2 separate regions of the Mus musculus genome follow, and region 2 is linked to region 1. The links are chromatin contacts, called in public Micro-C maps. All regions are on one chromosome and are shown on one strand. The core of a region is the stretch at or near the end of the contact, and the rest is flanking DNA. Distances in the headings are between cores, read along the strand shown. Region 1 overlaps Zfp385b (zinc finger protein 385B). Region 2 holds the start of Zfp385b (zinc finger protein 385B).

Region 1 (6,867 bases), core at 2,712-5,211:
TGTCACAGCTGGAGGCTCACAACACAGGTCAGCTGCCATCTTTGTCGTCTAAATAATGTTGATAACTAAACCCAACTCTTCCCAGCAAAATATCACATCTATTGTTCCTCCCTCCCCGTGATTTTAGGAAAGTATGGTCATAATTACTGTAAAATACAAAGCAAGAGTAGTGTGGAGACTAACTCATTCTTTATTTCATTAAAAAGCATCTAATACTGACCAAAAATCATTTTGACAAAGTACTGGAGATAGAGCCAAAGATTTATGTATAGTGGTCACTTATACACACTCATAAGAGAAAAAATATGTGTGTGTGTGTGTGTGTGTGTGTGTGTGTGTGTGTGTGTGTGTGTGAAAACAACATAAAAGTCCATCAGTAATGAAATTCAGAATACACTATAGTAGCCCAATGTGATATAATATATATTACTCAGATATTAAAATTAATGGAAAGAAAACGTACCTGGGCCGGACATGGTGGTGTGTGCCCATTAATTCTAGCACTCAGGAGGCTCGGGCAGGAGAATCACAAGTTTGAGGCTAGCAAGGGCTGCAAGGTGAGTTCAAGGCCAGCCTTGGATACATAGTAAGACCCTGCCTCAAAGAAAAGTAGGAGGAAGAAAGGAAGTGGAGGGAAGGGAGAAGGAGAGAGGAGGGGAGGGAGAGAAAGTGACAGAGGAGCGGAGGGGAAAGAAGGGAAGAAAACTAAGGTGAAGGGCTTCCTGTCGTTCATTTCTCTGTTTGTCTTATTTAGGTAGGGCCTAGGGCAGCACTGTCTGGCTTTGGATTTGCTGCACAGATGATAACCCTGACCTTCTACCTCCACTTTATAAGTACTGGCCTCACAGGCATACACGCGCCAAGCAGAGAAAATGAACTGCCAGAGCTCAATCGCAGGCCTTCACACATCTGCGCAAACACTCCCCCAACTGAACTCCACCTCCACCCCACACCCACACGCGGAGTTCTTCAATAGCTGCTAAATATATACTTCTCTCTTCCTAGGATCTAAACACAAGACCATGGTTGAGGCTCGTAATGGAGCTGGTCCAATTAAGTCCTATCCAAGACCTGGGTCAAGATTAAAGGTGCAGAACGGCAGTAAGGGCTCAGGACTACAGAACAAAATGTTTCATTGTGAGATCTGTGATGTTCACGTGAACTCAGAGATTCAACTCAAACAGGTAAAGTAGCCCAGACCAAGCCTAGCCATTATGTCACCACTGTCTGTCTATGGCTCCTCGTCTATAAATGGTTCTCTGTGTGCTCAAGGTTAAAGTTAATAGGCAACAATCTGCAACATGCAAGTGCTGTGTTGAAGAGATCATCGCCCAGTAGCTGAGCCTACACTTCGTACTTCTCAGCTTCCAGCCCCAGTGCTAGAGACAGACAGACAGACAGACAGACAGACAGATGTGCACCATGTTCCCAAGGGAGTGCAGTGCATCAGAAGACAGGCTTAGTGGTAACTGTGGCAATCCAGGGGGTATCTGATAAAACTCAAGAACATCACAAGGACAGGGACATTGGGCTAGAAGGAAACGTCCTCTCTGTAGGGGAACAGAAAGTTTGTTTGTTTGTTTGTTTGTTTGTTTGTCTGTTTTGGTACCCAACCCACCTTAGAAGGTGGGAATGGAGAAATCAGCTATCCTTGTCTAGGAAACAAACAAAGAGTCAGCTAATGCGACATACTTCTTTCAGCACATTTCAAGCCGAAGGCATAAAGACCGCGTGGCAGGAAAACCGCTGAAGCCGAAATACAGCCCCTACAACAAGCTGCAGCGGAGCCCAAGCATCTTAGCTGTAAGTTCCCTCCTGCCCCCACCCTGCCTTGTGGGGCACCCTGGCTGGGTTGGATGGTGGTCAGCAGGAGAGCCTCTAGGGACAAGTGGGCACTAGACTCTGGAAGTGATTAATTCTGTTTGTTTGTTTGTTTGTTTATCATTTAATTGGCTGGGCTAGGGATCTAATGCAGAACTTCCTACCTCCCAAGCAAGAGTTCTACCATAAAGCTAAAGAATTCACGGGAGAGAAGGTCTTGATCCACGGTGGTGCCTGTGTGGAGATCAGAGGAGAGCTTGGGGGAGTTAGTTCTCTTCTTCCATCTTGAGGGTCCGGGGGATCAAATTCTGTCTGTGAGACCTGGCTGCAGGCACATGTATCCACAGAGCCATGTCAGGGTAGGCAGGAGGTGCCTCTACCTGCTGAGCCATCTCCAACAGGTCCAGAGATTAGAGGTTAGAATGAGGTGCTTAATTCCAGCTACAGGGTACCTTAGAACAGCAAAGTGGAGCCTCTTGAAAAGACAGTGTCTCGGGGCTGGAGAGAGGGTTAGAAGCTTGCAGGGGACTCAACTTTGGTTCCCAGCACTCAGGGCAAGCAGCTTACAGCAGCTCCAGGGGATCTGACACTTGAACATTGGAGGCATCTACTCTCTCTCTCACACACACACACAATTAAAATGAAAAAATATATACTTTAAGAGCTTATGTCAAAGATGACCTTCTGTAAGAAAAAAAACAAACAAAACAAAACAAACAAACAAAAAACAACAACAAAAAAAAAAGAAAGAAAGAAAGCTGAAAGCCTAAAATAAGAACAAATGATGTCTGAGGAATTCTGGGAAGTTTCAGACTTGGAACGTGAGGTTACTTTTGTGACAAAAATCCATAGAGTTAGTATCTCCCCATTTTCTGGTATGTGTTTGTATGGATATATGAACATGTTCCTATTGCTCGTTCTGCGCATGTTGGTAGTCAGCCTGTCCCACCTGCTCTCAATATGTCCTGTTTTCAGTCCCTTACACAAACACCTAGGGACTTCAGCAACAAGTATCATATAACTACACAGATGGATGGATTCACAGTGTCCCTGGGGCTGGGTCTAACATGGTCTTCAGTCTGAGGTGGACCTGAGCTCGGCCTGCTGGAGGGGATTTTAGATTACCTTCTAAGGTACCAGTGGATGCGGCAAGCAGGTGGTGCCTGTATTAAGCAGTTTGCCGCACAGCCCCTGCTGATTGCAAAAGACAGACATGTAGAATTGATTTCTTCCTGGGAAGCATCCACACTGGGGTTCCTTTAAGTAGAGAAGGTTTCTAGCCCACTGACAGTCACTGTCAAGCACAGGATCTGATTTAGCTGGAATTTGGGTTTTTTTTTTTTTCAGAGAATGCTCATCACGTGGACAGTACAGAAGTACAAATTGGTTTTATGTTCCCATCTCCTGGGTCCCTAATGTTCTATCCCTCAATTGCCTAACCTCAATACAGTGTGTCTAAGAGACGTGAAAACCCCAAACTGAGCGTGTTGGATGTTAGGACGCATCCGAAGACAAGTTCAAGGCCAGCGTAGGCAGCATACGCCTCTCTGGGTCACGTGGCTTTTGAGTTGCTCTGGTTGCTAAGCAGGAACCTTCTAGGTGTCTCTCCGGAGACAAGAGCTGAAGTATCAAAAAATCAAGTCACACACAGAGCCCCGGAGCCCAGTGACAGCCATCATTTCATGACTTCTTAAAGTCAAGATGTTGAAAATCCAATGCATTGGCTCTTAGGGAAAATCTCTGTGGTGCTGTAAACAGTATTGTCACCCCTTTCTGGTTTTCGTCCCGTCTTTAGGCAAAGCTTGCATTCCAGAAAGATCTGATGAAGCCTCTGGCCCCTACGTTCCTGTCTTCACCCCTGGCGGCCGCAGCCGTGTCCTCTGCGCTGTCACTGCCACCTCGGCCATCCGCCTCTCTGTTCCAGGCTGCAGCCATCCCTCCTGCGCTGCTGAGGCCTGGCCACGGGCCCATCCGGGCCACGCCCGCCTCCATCCTCTTTGCCCCTTACTAAACACCCAGAGCCCGCGACAGGCCAGGCCAGTGGGAAGGTGTAGAAGAAAAGCCCAAAGGATTCAGCAGTATAAGCCCTGTGTGTGACTGTAAGTACCCCACCCACCCACTCACAAAGTGCAGGCCACCGCCCAGCCCCACCTCCAGGGACAAAAGGAGGCCAGGCTCAAGGGCGCGTCTCTTCCGGTGCCCTCTCCATCCTACCCCAGCCAATTGGTGTATTTGAGATACTTAAGTTTCTTGGAAATATATTGATCAGAGAAAGAAAACCGACCTTGTGTGTTCCCATGGCGTAATGATCTGGCTTAGAAACAAAATAGAATCTCTTCCTGACAGACTTGAACAGTAGGCTCTTCCTCGGATGTCTGTAAATAACTCCAGAATCCAAGCGGGCATATTCTAGTGTGGAACAAAAGTCCATCGCAAGTGCTTAATTGTGGATACCATCCTCCCCACGGCTCATGGCGGTTTTTTTTTTTTTCTTTTCTGGTGTACTAGTGTCCACAGGGATTGTGTACTGTTCTAGACCCGAGTACTGTTGTACCCTGCGTAGTACTAGATCGTAACCCTCGTTGAATTAAACTTTTTTTTTCATTGCTGTGTAATTGTTAGGAAGCAAAGTAGCTTTGAAATTTTTTCTCTTTAAGAGAACAAAAGATAATGTATTTTCTTTATTTCATGTTTTATTTGGAGATATTTAAACGAAATAGAAAGCCATATAACATAGCTATAATTACTACCTGTTTGCTATTTTTGTTTTTAACTTATTTTTGTAGCATCCTCACTGGTTTGAGTTGCTAAGCAAATGTATACAAAAAAGACAAACAAACAAAAAAAAAAAAACAAACAAAAACAAAAAAACAAAAAGAGCTTCCTAAATTGCACATTTTTGCACCTTCTGTGCATCTGCAAGAAGACAGTGAATCCGTGTATTTCTACATAATGGTCTTCACTTTAAACTTCTGTTTTCCATTGGTAACAATGCTACATAACTCTGTGGCTCCCTGATGCAATAATGTACAGAAGATATATAATTTATAAATTGAACAATCTGTCTTTCTGTTCAATGACTGTGTCGCAGGTCATGTGACCATGCTTCCCCTCCCCCCTAGTAGCCCCCCCCCAAAAAAAAAACCTGTTGTTAAGAAGACTGGAATGTTGTGATATCAGGGGCAAGAGGTATCATAAAACAACAACATAGAGTGAACTCTTTTAGAGGGCCTATATCTGCAATCTGTAAATGGTAAAATGTCTGTGTATTTTTTTAAATGTACCTTTTCAATAAAAGTACCAAAAAAAAAAAATCTGCTGGTGTTTCCTGCCGTCTTTTCTCAGGAGACTCCTGTAATTTCACATTACCTGTTGAGAGCTGTCAAACAGGGAGGAGGATTGCCTCTTACATATTTCCCACTTTTGCAAGTGTTCTTAATTGTCATGTTTATTCATTGCTGTTCACAGAGTCTGTGTGAAGGTAGGTTTATCCACCACCTTCTCCCCGACTGTCTGAGAAGATGGACCAAAGTAGTAACATTATCCAAAATGGTAGCAGCCTGCGAAAACCTGTGACTCTGGTTTCTTAGGACTTTGTGCAGGTCCTTTAAATCTCCAGTTCATTTTTTATCCCTGTCAGTGACATTTATGGACCATGGTTATAGGGCCATGGAGGGGCACGGCCCCTCCCTCCAGTCAGGACAACTCATTATGTCACTTTTAAAGCATAACGTTTAATGCATCGCTATTTATTCTGATGAGCTATTTGCTTCCTTGCCAGCTAAAACTGTAACCTAAAATAACAACCATTTTGTTACATCAGGATTTCACAGGCTGATAATTCTAGAGGGCATTTGTCTGGGTTGTGCTTCTGTTCCCTTGGGGATCATCAGAGTTTCCTTGGTCATAATCTGCCAGGAGCTGGGTCTGGGCTAGGCTGAGGCTGGGTCTGGACAGGGTCTGGACTGGGACTGGGCTAGGCTGGGGCTGGGGCTGGGGCTGGGGCTGGGGCTGGGGCTGGGACTGGGACTGGGACGACTGGGACTGGGACTGGGGCTAGGCTGAGGACGGGGAGGGGCAGGGCTGGGGCTGGGAGAGAGGCTGGGCTGGGGCTGGGAGAGAGGCTGGGCTGGGGCTGGGAGAGAGGCTGGGCTGGGGCTGGGGAGGGGCTGGGCTGGGGCTGGGCTGGGCTGAGGCTGGATAGGGCCTGGGCTTGGGGGGGGAAGGGGATGGCGATGGGCTAAGGATGGGTTGGGGCTGGAGCTGGGGCTACCCAGATAATTTCACTGGCCTGAACATCACTGTGGAAATGACTAGCTTGGACACTACTGAACAAGTTCAGCAGAATATGTATGTGTGGCCGTGCAAATCTTTCCAGTTGAATCAGACACTTACAAGGCGCATTTTGAGATACCTGGCTAGGAATTAAAGGCTTCTTTATGAATCATGGCATGTTACTACTCATCAAAAACAAAAAACAAAAACAAACAAAAACACTAAACCCATCTAGATTAAAGTGAGGACCATTAGACTTCAGTTCATAAATAAAAACAAGAGCAAAGAATGTGCCACCTGTCACACCGTTGTACAATTTTGAGGGGAAAAAATGGTAACAAAACTATTTATAGATCTTCTGTCTTCAGACCCTGAGCCCAAACCCTGTTATTCTTTAAAATGGAGACATGGGTTGGAATTGGAAACAAATATTCTTTTCCTAAAAACCAATGCCAGTAGATGGCAGCGTCGCTGTGATGGTGCCCAGTACATGAGCAAATGGCTTCTTCCACCAAAGCACTCAACCAACTGTCTGACGACCAACCATGGGCCTTAGCATCCTGTGCTTACAAGCAGGCTACTTCTGAAGCGTCGTAGAAGTATAGTGTGGCATTCAGAATTTGAGTTTTGTTTTGCTCTATTGTAGCCCATTTGAACTCTATCCAACACAAGATAAACTTGCGTAATTTGACCTGGAGGTTTGATTGACATATGCCATACTCTGAAGGAATTCTGTTTCCATTTGACACTCTACGGAACGTGGGTTTTTTT
Region 2 (7,327 bases), core at 3,813-6,312, 410 kb before region 1:
TTGGAGGACACATGATGTTTAGAGAACGTACAAATAGGACTCACTAGACAGAGACAGGGTGGGTACTTGCATAATTAGCTGTGCAACTCTTCACTAGTCTCTCATTTTCGCTAATCTTCACTTTACTGAGAGAGGCACAGCAGAGAACTCCTGGTATTCTGGCTGGTCCTTGTGCGGATTTGGCAGAGGCCTGGTGGTTTCTGCTGGATCCTGCCAATGTTCCTGATTCCTGTTTGGTGACACTTTTGAACTGGACTGTCAGTATCCTGACAAACAAGATTGGAATAACCCAAAAGAACTACTTCTAAACAGACCCACTTTCCATTGTCCTGTTTACTATCTTTCCTCCCCTATCTTTGGATGGTGGGCTAAGAGAGGGAGTCAAAGCGTTTGAGAACCCTTATTAAAATAGGTTTTGAAAAATCTAAGCCTACATCCCAGGAACTTTGGTTCAGTTTGTCTGAATGTCATCTTCCATCATTAAAGTGCTTACTTGAACTTGTACTGTCACAGAACAGAATAGAGTCATAAGTTAATGCCTTTACCAAATACATTGGTGGTAGAAGCAGGTAGCCTCATTGCAGCAACATCAGATAGCCAGATTACAGGGCTAGGGCAAACACCTGCCATAGGTTTTAGATGCAATCTAATGACATTCTTTTTTTTCCTACTTTTTTTCAAGACAGGGTTTCTCTGTAGCCCTGGCTGTCCCTGAAACTCACTTTGTAGACCAGGCTGACCTCGAACTCAGAGATCTGCCTGCCTCTGCCTCCCAAGTGCTGGGATTAAAGGCGTGCGCCACCATGCCTGGCTTCCTACTTCTTTTTATTAGATATTGTCTTTATTTATGTTTCAAATGTTATCCCCTTTCCTGGTCTCCCTCCAAAACCCCCCTCTCCTGATTCCCTCCCCACTTCCCCTGTTCACCAACCCACCCACTTCTGCTTCCTGGCCCTGGCATTCCCCTACACTGGGCCATCAAGCCTTCACATGACCAATAGCCTCTCCTCCCACTGATTACTGACTAGGCCATCCTCTGCTGCATATGTAGCTGGAGCCATGAGTCCCACCACGTGTACTCTTTGGTTGGTGGTTTACTCCCTGGGAACTCTGGGAGTACTGGTTAGTTCATATTGTTGTTCCTTCTATGGGGATGCAAACCCCTTCAATTCCTTGGATACTTTCTCTAGCTCCTTCATTGAAGACCCTGTGCTCAGTCCAATGGATGGCCATGTGTATCCACTTCTGTATTTGTCAGGCACTGGTAGAGCTTCTCAGGGTACAGCTATATCAGGCTCCTGCCAGCAAGCATTTGTTGGCATCCACAATAATGTCTGGGTTTGGTGATTGTATATGGGATGGATCCCCAAGTGGGGAAGTCTCTGGCTGGTCATTCCTTCAGTCTGATGGAAGGAGTTACAGAGACAAAGTGTGGAGCAGAGACTGAAGGAATGACCAGCCAGAAACTGATCCACTTGGAGATCTAATGACATTCTTAACTTCAGCATGGATGGAAGCTAGGTGGGTCAAGTCTATGCAGTGATACATTTCAAGACTTTGATTTAAGAGTCAAGAAAATGTTAGATCTGACACAGAAGTGGATGATTTATGACTGTTAAGAGTACTAATGAGAGCCCAAGATAATTTTGACTTTCTGTCTGCAACATTCCAACTCTCTGTAATCATGAAGTTCAATTCAGTCAGTTGGTCTGTAGAACCTTAACCTAGGAATGGCATCTCCTTTTCAGGGCTTGCAAACATAATCGGGAACGTAGTATCTGATTGAAAATATTCCATACTACTGCCCTTCAAGCTGTAACCTGGTCTAACACAACCAGGCACATATATTTTCATTTCTAGGACACTGTAGACTTTATTGTCAAATATGGATATAATCCTCTCATTTATTTCTCAAGTATTTAATAAAACAAATTATAATAAATACTTGTGATGTGTTTTAAAGTTTACAAAAAAATTTTCCTATTTGTTTTGGTCTTCAGGATAATGCTATAAAGAAGATATTTTTATTTGCTTATGTTAATGATGAAGAAAGTAGGCCAGAGAGGTGGTTCAGCAGGTAAGGGCCTGTGCTATGAAGCCTGGTGACCTGGTGACCTGAATTCAATACTCAGGTGAAAAGAGAGAACTGAGTCCCACAAGTTATCCTCTGATTTCCACACATACTGTGTCATGCTCTCTCTCTCTCTCTCTCTCTCTCTCTCTCTCTCTCTCTCTCTCTCTCTCTCTCTCACACACACACACACACACACACACTAACTTTTTTAAAAGGTGGATTTTAGAGGGTGATGCTAGTTAAGTGCATGGTCAGAACTCAAGCCTTCCCTGGGGAAACTCTTCTTTCTTCATCACGGAGCAGTGGAGCCATTCCAAGGTAATCACCGAGGCTTCCTAGTGGAGACTGTTGGGAAAGTGAAATAGGATTTCTAAAACACTGTGAAGGGTTGCGTAGCACCCAGACAGGCAATGAGGGAAATGAGAAACATGAGTGAGATATATACCCATCAATCAATGGTGCCTTGTGCTTTTATGTGATTTCTGTGTATCGTGACTTTCCAGAATTGCATTGAGTCAGGGTGTTGTTATCAGTCGTGTACCATAGAATGGAAGTCCTAAGCTGTAAAGCTATAGCTAAAGTTTAGATTCTGGCTTTATGTTCCTTGACAAAGTGGCTTTCAAAGTATGTTCCCAAGAATGGAGTCTCAATGATGGCTGCAAAGAAATATATAATGTTAACCAGAGCTTGTTTTATAAGATAATGTACCATGTGCAAATTCACATGTGCTATTGCATCATAAAACCAAGTGATTTCTAAAGCTTTCAAATCTGTTGATGGCCTGTTTACCACTAGTATCCAATGGGCAAGAGGATTAACAAGATTGCTGGGAAGGAGTTAGACTGCATTTAGTATGATTTTCAGGGAATACTTAGGAACCACTTACCTCATAAACACACGTAGGGGCAAGACTTAAATGAACCTCTTTCTGCTCTTTCCTGCCAGTGAGGGGTGCCTGCATGATGTGCTAGCCTGGTGTGTTACTATCTGGACGCTCCTAGTTTAGGGTGGCAGATCTTGTTACTGAACAATGGTTTTAAAAGGTCAGGTGGGCTAAAGAACCAGATTTGCCAATAGACGATCATACTTTCGAAGAGAAGCTTCGGTTTAATTTAATTTTCCCTATATATCTCTTAGTTTATAGTTGTTTCTATATTGAAGTGTATTTTCTGGGAAAGTGTACCGATTGTTTTGGGGTGTGAGCTTCCAGAAGCCGCTATTCTGCCTTGGTTAAGGGACATGAAAGACATAGTTCTTTATCTCTTAGGTCACAGGTTAAAAATAATTTGAGACTCGTCTGCAAATATTTTATGCTTCTTTCAGCTATTGTTAGGAATTGCAACCCTCAAATTATTTTCTACCATACATCTCAGCTATAAGTGATTAAAAATAGACAGAGAGGAGAGGAGGATGTAGTTGCAGATTGCAGGACATAAAAACTGCAAATCCTGCTAAACTGTGCAAGCCATGGGGAACACTTCTCACAGGTGTTCAGTCCATAGGGCTTGCTCATTTTCTTCCCCTCCAAGAACAGTTAAAAGTGTTGGGTGGAGGCCTCCGAAGCACCCTCACCCCCTGCACCTTAGATTTCTGGGAGTGCTAATTCTTGTGGTCGGTAGTATTGGCTAAGGCAACCTCGCTGCTTTCAACTCTCAAGTGCAAGGGCCTGGAAGCTGGATGCCTTGATCATAGAATTTCCTGCTGCTCTCCGTTTGCCAGAACTCCATTCTCAGGACTCATAAAATGCTTACTTTCAATATAACCTTCATGGGCAGGAAGATATGTTACGGCTATAACTTTAAAAAGGGACTCTACAAACAATTACAGTTCTTCATGTTCTTTTTGGGGTTATGAATTTTGCAGCTTGCCTCCCGTAGTTATTTTGAATAGAGGTAGCAGTAATAATAAACATACCAGTTTGGGTCTGTATTTAGTAGAGCGAGCCAGGCCAGCTAGAAGATGTTTGGATTCTAAAAATATAAAGACCATCAGTCAGATTAATGTCCCTTCTCACGCTGGTTACCTCAGGTGCTGGCGCCTGCAATAAGCTGACATTCCAAGGTGGATTTAAAAAAAAAAGCAAGCTGCTCCTTCGGAAGGCTCCAGAATGCAGTGAGTGTGCATTCATCAGATCTCAAACCCACCCCGGAAGCAGCACTAGCTTTGGCTGGACTCGAAGATATTTACTCCGGACACTATGCCAAGACATTAACAGCTGCCGGATTAATTATTTATGGCCTTTGTGTCAATCATCTAAGACAAGATCCAAAGAAAAATATTTTAAAGTCGAGTCATCTGTTTTTTTTTTTCAGTCTTTGCTGCCTTCCACAGTTCCCTTGTCATTTGTTACTCTTGAATTTCTTCCCGAAGAAGTCATCTTAGAAGACTGAGCCCTTCAAATTATGTTTCCTTCCCCCCAGTGTTTTCTTTGAAGTGCTCTCCGTCGCAGAAATAAGCGCCCTGGCTGTGTCTACACTATTTTCAGAAGATGGCTTACACCGGGGGAACCCCTGACACGGTTTAGTTTTTGAAACTTCAATCAGCGAGGTCTGGCAGTAGGAGCAGGCGAGCCCCTCCCCTGCGCACGAGCCTCGCAGGTCCTTGCTGGGCTGCGAAGCCCTGGGTCCCCGCGGAGGCTGATCTGTGTCGCCCGCCAGCCGGGAGCTGCACGCGGGGGCAGAGCCCATACTTGGTGGCGAGCATCTCCAAGAAGAGTTTTAGTCCGCTCGGCCAGTAGGTGACACGTCGGCCCCCGCGCGCGCGAGGTTTGCGTCCCGCCTTGGGGAATCCCCCCACCCCCGACCCCTGCTGGAGGCTGAGGGGCGCGTGGGACCCGGTGACCAGGCGGCCTTCCAGGCTGCGCCGCCCCCGGGGCGTCTCCACGGCGTTCCCCACCCCAGCCGCAGCATCCCGCGCCGAGCGCCTCGCAGGTCCTCACGCCTGTCCCCGTGGCCCGCGCGGACTCGGCACACGCCCCTCACCTGGGCGAGGCCAGGCGCGCAGGCGCCGAGCGTGGAGACCGCGAGCGGCCGCTCAGCCCGCGCTCCCGCTGGGTCGGACAGTTCCGGGGGCCCGCGGCGCAGAGCTGTCGCCGGTGCCACCGCCCCGGGCTGCCGCAGACCGCGGGAGAGCGTCTGCGCGGAGCTCCAGCGCAGCCCTGGCGGGAGCGCCGCCTCCCAGGCGCCGGCCACATCCCCCCGGCCTCAGGAGCGGCTGCCCCGCGCGCCCGCCGCCCGCCGCCCGCGCGCAGAGGTAAGCCTGGGGCGAGCAGCCCCGCGCCGCGTCCGCGCCTCTCCCCACCGCCTCCGCCCAGGCGAGGGACGGAGTTTGCGCTGCGTCCCGCCGCCCCACTTGTAGAGGCAGGCGCCTGGCCGCTGCCCCGGCCGCAGAGTCGAGGCTCCCCCTAGCCCCTCGAGTCAAGGAGTAGGACGTAGGAGTAGGACGTAGGAGTTCGTCGGGCAAGGAGTCCCCAGGGTGGGCTCGGAGAAGCCAGGGTGGGAAGGGAGCATAGAGATAGACGGGGGGGACAAGGAAAGCCTCGCAGGGGGTCAGTGGCAGTGCCTCTCCCCTCCCGGGAACTCCGGGGGGTTTTGCAGACTCCCTTTTTGCCAGAGGGAAATGAATAATTTGGGTACCGAGGTGTGAGGGCAGGATGACTGTGGAAGCTTAGGGTCCCAAGGGCATTCTGCAGAGAAAAGACCAGCAGAAAGGTGAATGGTGCGGCTCGAGAGCAGATGCTCAAAGTTTGCACTTGTTGGGAGCTGGGAAGGGCAGCCTGGGTTAGCAAGAGCTGGTGAAGGTGTCAGCTCAGGGTGGGAGGACTCTGCGGGACAGCGGAAGGGAGGAGAGAAACGGGAGGGGGAGGACCATCTGCTTTGCCTCTGCTGTGTGCTGGCCTTGGGATGAGGAGAAGACTAGACGGAGGTCTCTCATGCTTTGCTTCCTATGGCTCTGGAGATCACTCAGATGGCGAGTGTCCTGGGTCCTTCAAGGAAAAGAAAATGCCCCCGCCCCCATGAGCACAAATAATTTTGGAATGACCTCAAAAGTTCCTGGATTTGGAAACATTTTCATCTAGAAAGGAGGTTGGCGGTTCTCTCCGGTTTTGCTTATCTGATGAGCAGCACACAGAGGCTATTGCAAACTTTGTCACAATGAAGCAAAATATAGGCAAAATAGATGCTCCAAATGGGGCAAAAACATTTGTGTTGTCGGGTAGACTGGCAGCGTCCATACAGCTTGGGAAGGACTGAGAAATATATTTATTAAATGAAGAGGCAGTTTTCCAGAAAGTTACTGTGCAGCATCTCAAACATTTAGGCTCCAGATAACTCCCTTTAGTGTTTCAGGGTCTGCTTTTGCCTGTTTCCAGAATCCTTCAATCTTATTTTAATGTCATGCATGCTTTGATACGGGTTGTCCTTTCCTGTCATAGTTGAATGTCCTTAGAATGTAAAATACCGGCTTGTAGGTTTGGCTACTTAAGATATGGAAGGTGAAAATATGTTTATGTGCTCAAAGCCTTGCTTGCTCGGATTCTGTATTTTTCAGTAATCAAGTTTTTGCGGATTTATCGTTTACACCTTTACTTGTTTCTGAAAGTGATTTGAGGAGGTTTAAGGTGAAACCACAAATCAAATAAGCTGTTCTTGTCCGTCTCCTTGACCTCTCGTGGGCGCATTTGTAGTAAATGCTTTTGGAAAGGTGAACTCTCCCAAACAGGGGAGGATCGCCGCCCTTGCTGGAATAGTGCTGGTGGTAGGTATCAGTGTGGTGCAGTATCATCCCTGAAGCATCTCATTTGCATAATATTATGTTATGGTTATTAGGTAAATCATTGAAAAGGAGCTCTATAAGCATTAGAATCCATTGACATTAAGGGAAAGAAAAACAATGTTGATAGCTTACAGCATTTTAACAGTATATAGATTCCCAGGACCAAAGAAAACAGCCTGTCTCTTTGGACTGAGGCAGAAAGAAACCAAACGGAGGCATTTCCATCTCAGTCAAATTAGAGACAGAAGTGTGGTTAGTGCCTGGCACCCAAGCACAGCAGATAATGAGAGCTGACAGCAGTTGGAAGATCCTTCTTCCAGAGTGGGACTATTGTATGATGATCGAATGTCCTGGCTCTGGGAGTAGAGAGGATCTATCAAAGCAAACATCTCTTAGAGATGAAAAGCTACATAGAATGATGCTGGGTGCTGTCGGGTACCATAAACAAGACATCCCAACTCTGTTTTCTTTTTCTTC

What was found. Hi-C and Micro-C count contacts between places; a contact is called where the count stands out from the background.
Region 2: a Micro-C map of embryonic stem cells shows a contact between it and region 1, with 2.3 times the contacts expected there. The contact joins the promoter of Zfp385b here to the enhancer-like site in region 1. A contact is called at or near these places in 2 of 39 promoter capture datasets (both in the 3T3-L1 cell line), 1 of 484 Hi-C or Micro-C datasets (embryonic stem cells) and 1 of 115 datasets of contacts at active chromatin or transcription factors (embryonic stem cells).

The regions. Positions count from the first base shown.
Region 1 is chr2:77,408,890-77,415,756 of GRCm38.p6, reverse strand. It overlaps Zfp385b (zinc finger protein 385B), which reads left to right. Exons shown (of 10, transcript NM_178723.6): 7 at 1-27; 8 at 1,006-1,184; 9 at 1,702-1,803; 10 at 3,617-5,135. The coding sequence ends at 3,832. Among named protein-coding and RNA genes, the nearest start is that of Gm13944, 50 kb to the left of the region's middle. Within about 2 kb of position 3,961, at least 9 of the 459 cell types and tissues checked have an H3K27ac peak or open chromatin away from gene starts, as enhancers often do. A contact at or near this core is called in embryonic stem cells, where this site is marked.
Region 2 is chr2:77,814,551-77,821,877 of GRCm38.p6, reverse strand. Zfp385b (zinc finger protein 385B) reads left to right here and starts at 5,062. Exons shown (of 10, transcript NM_178723.6): 1 at 5,062-5,326.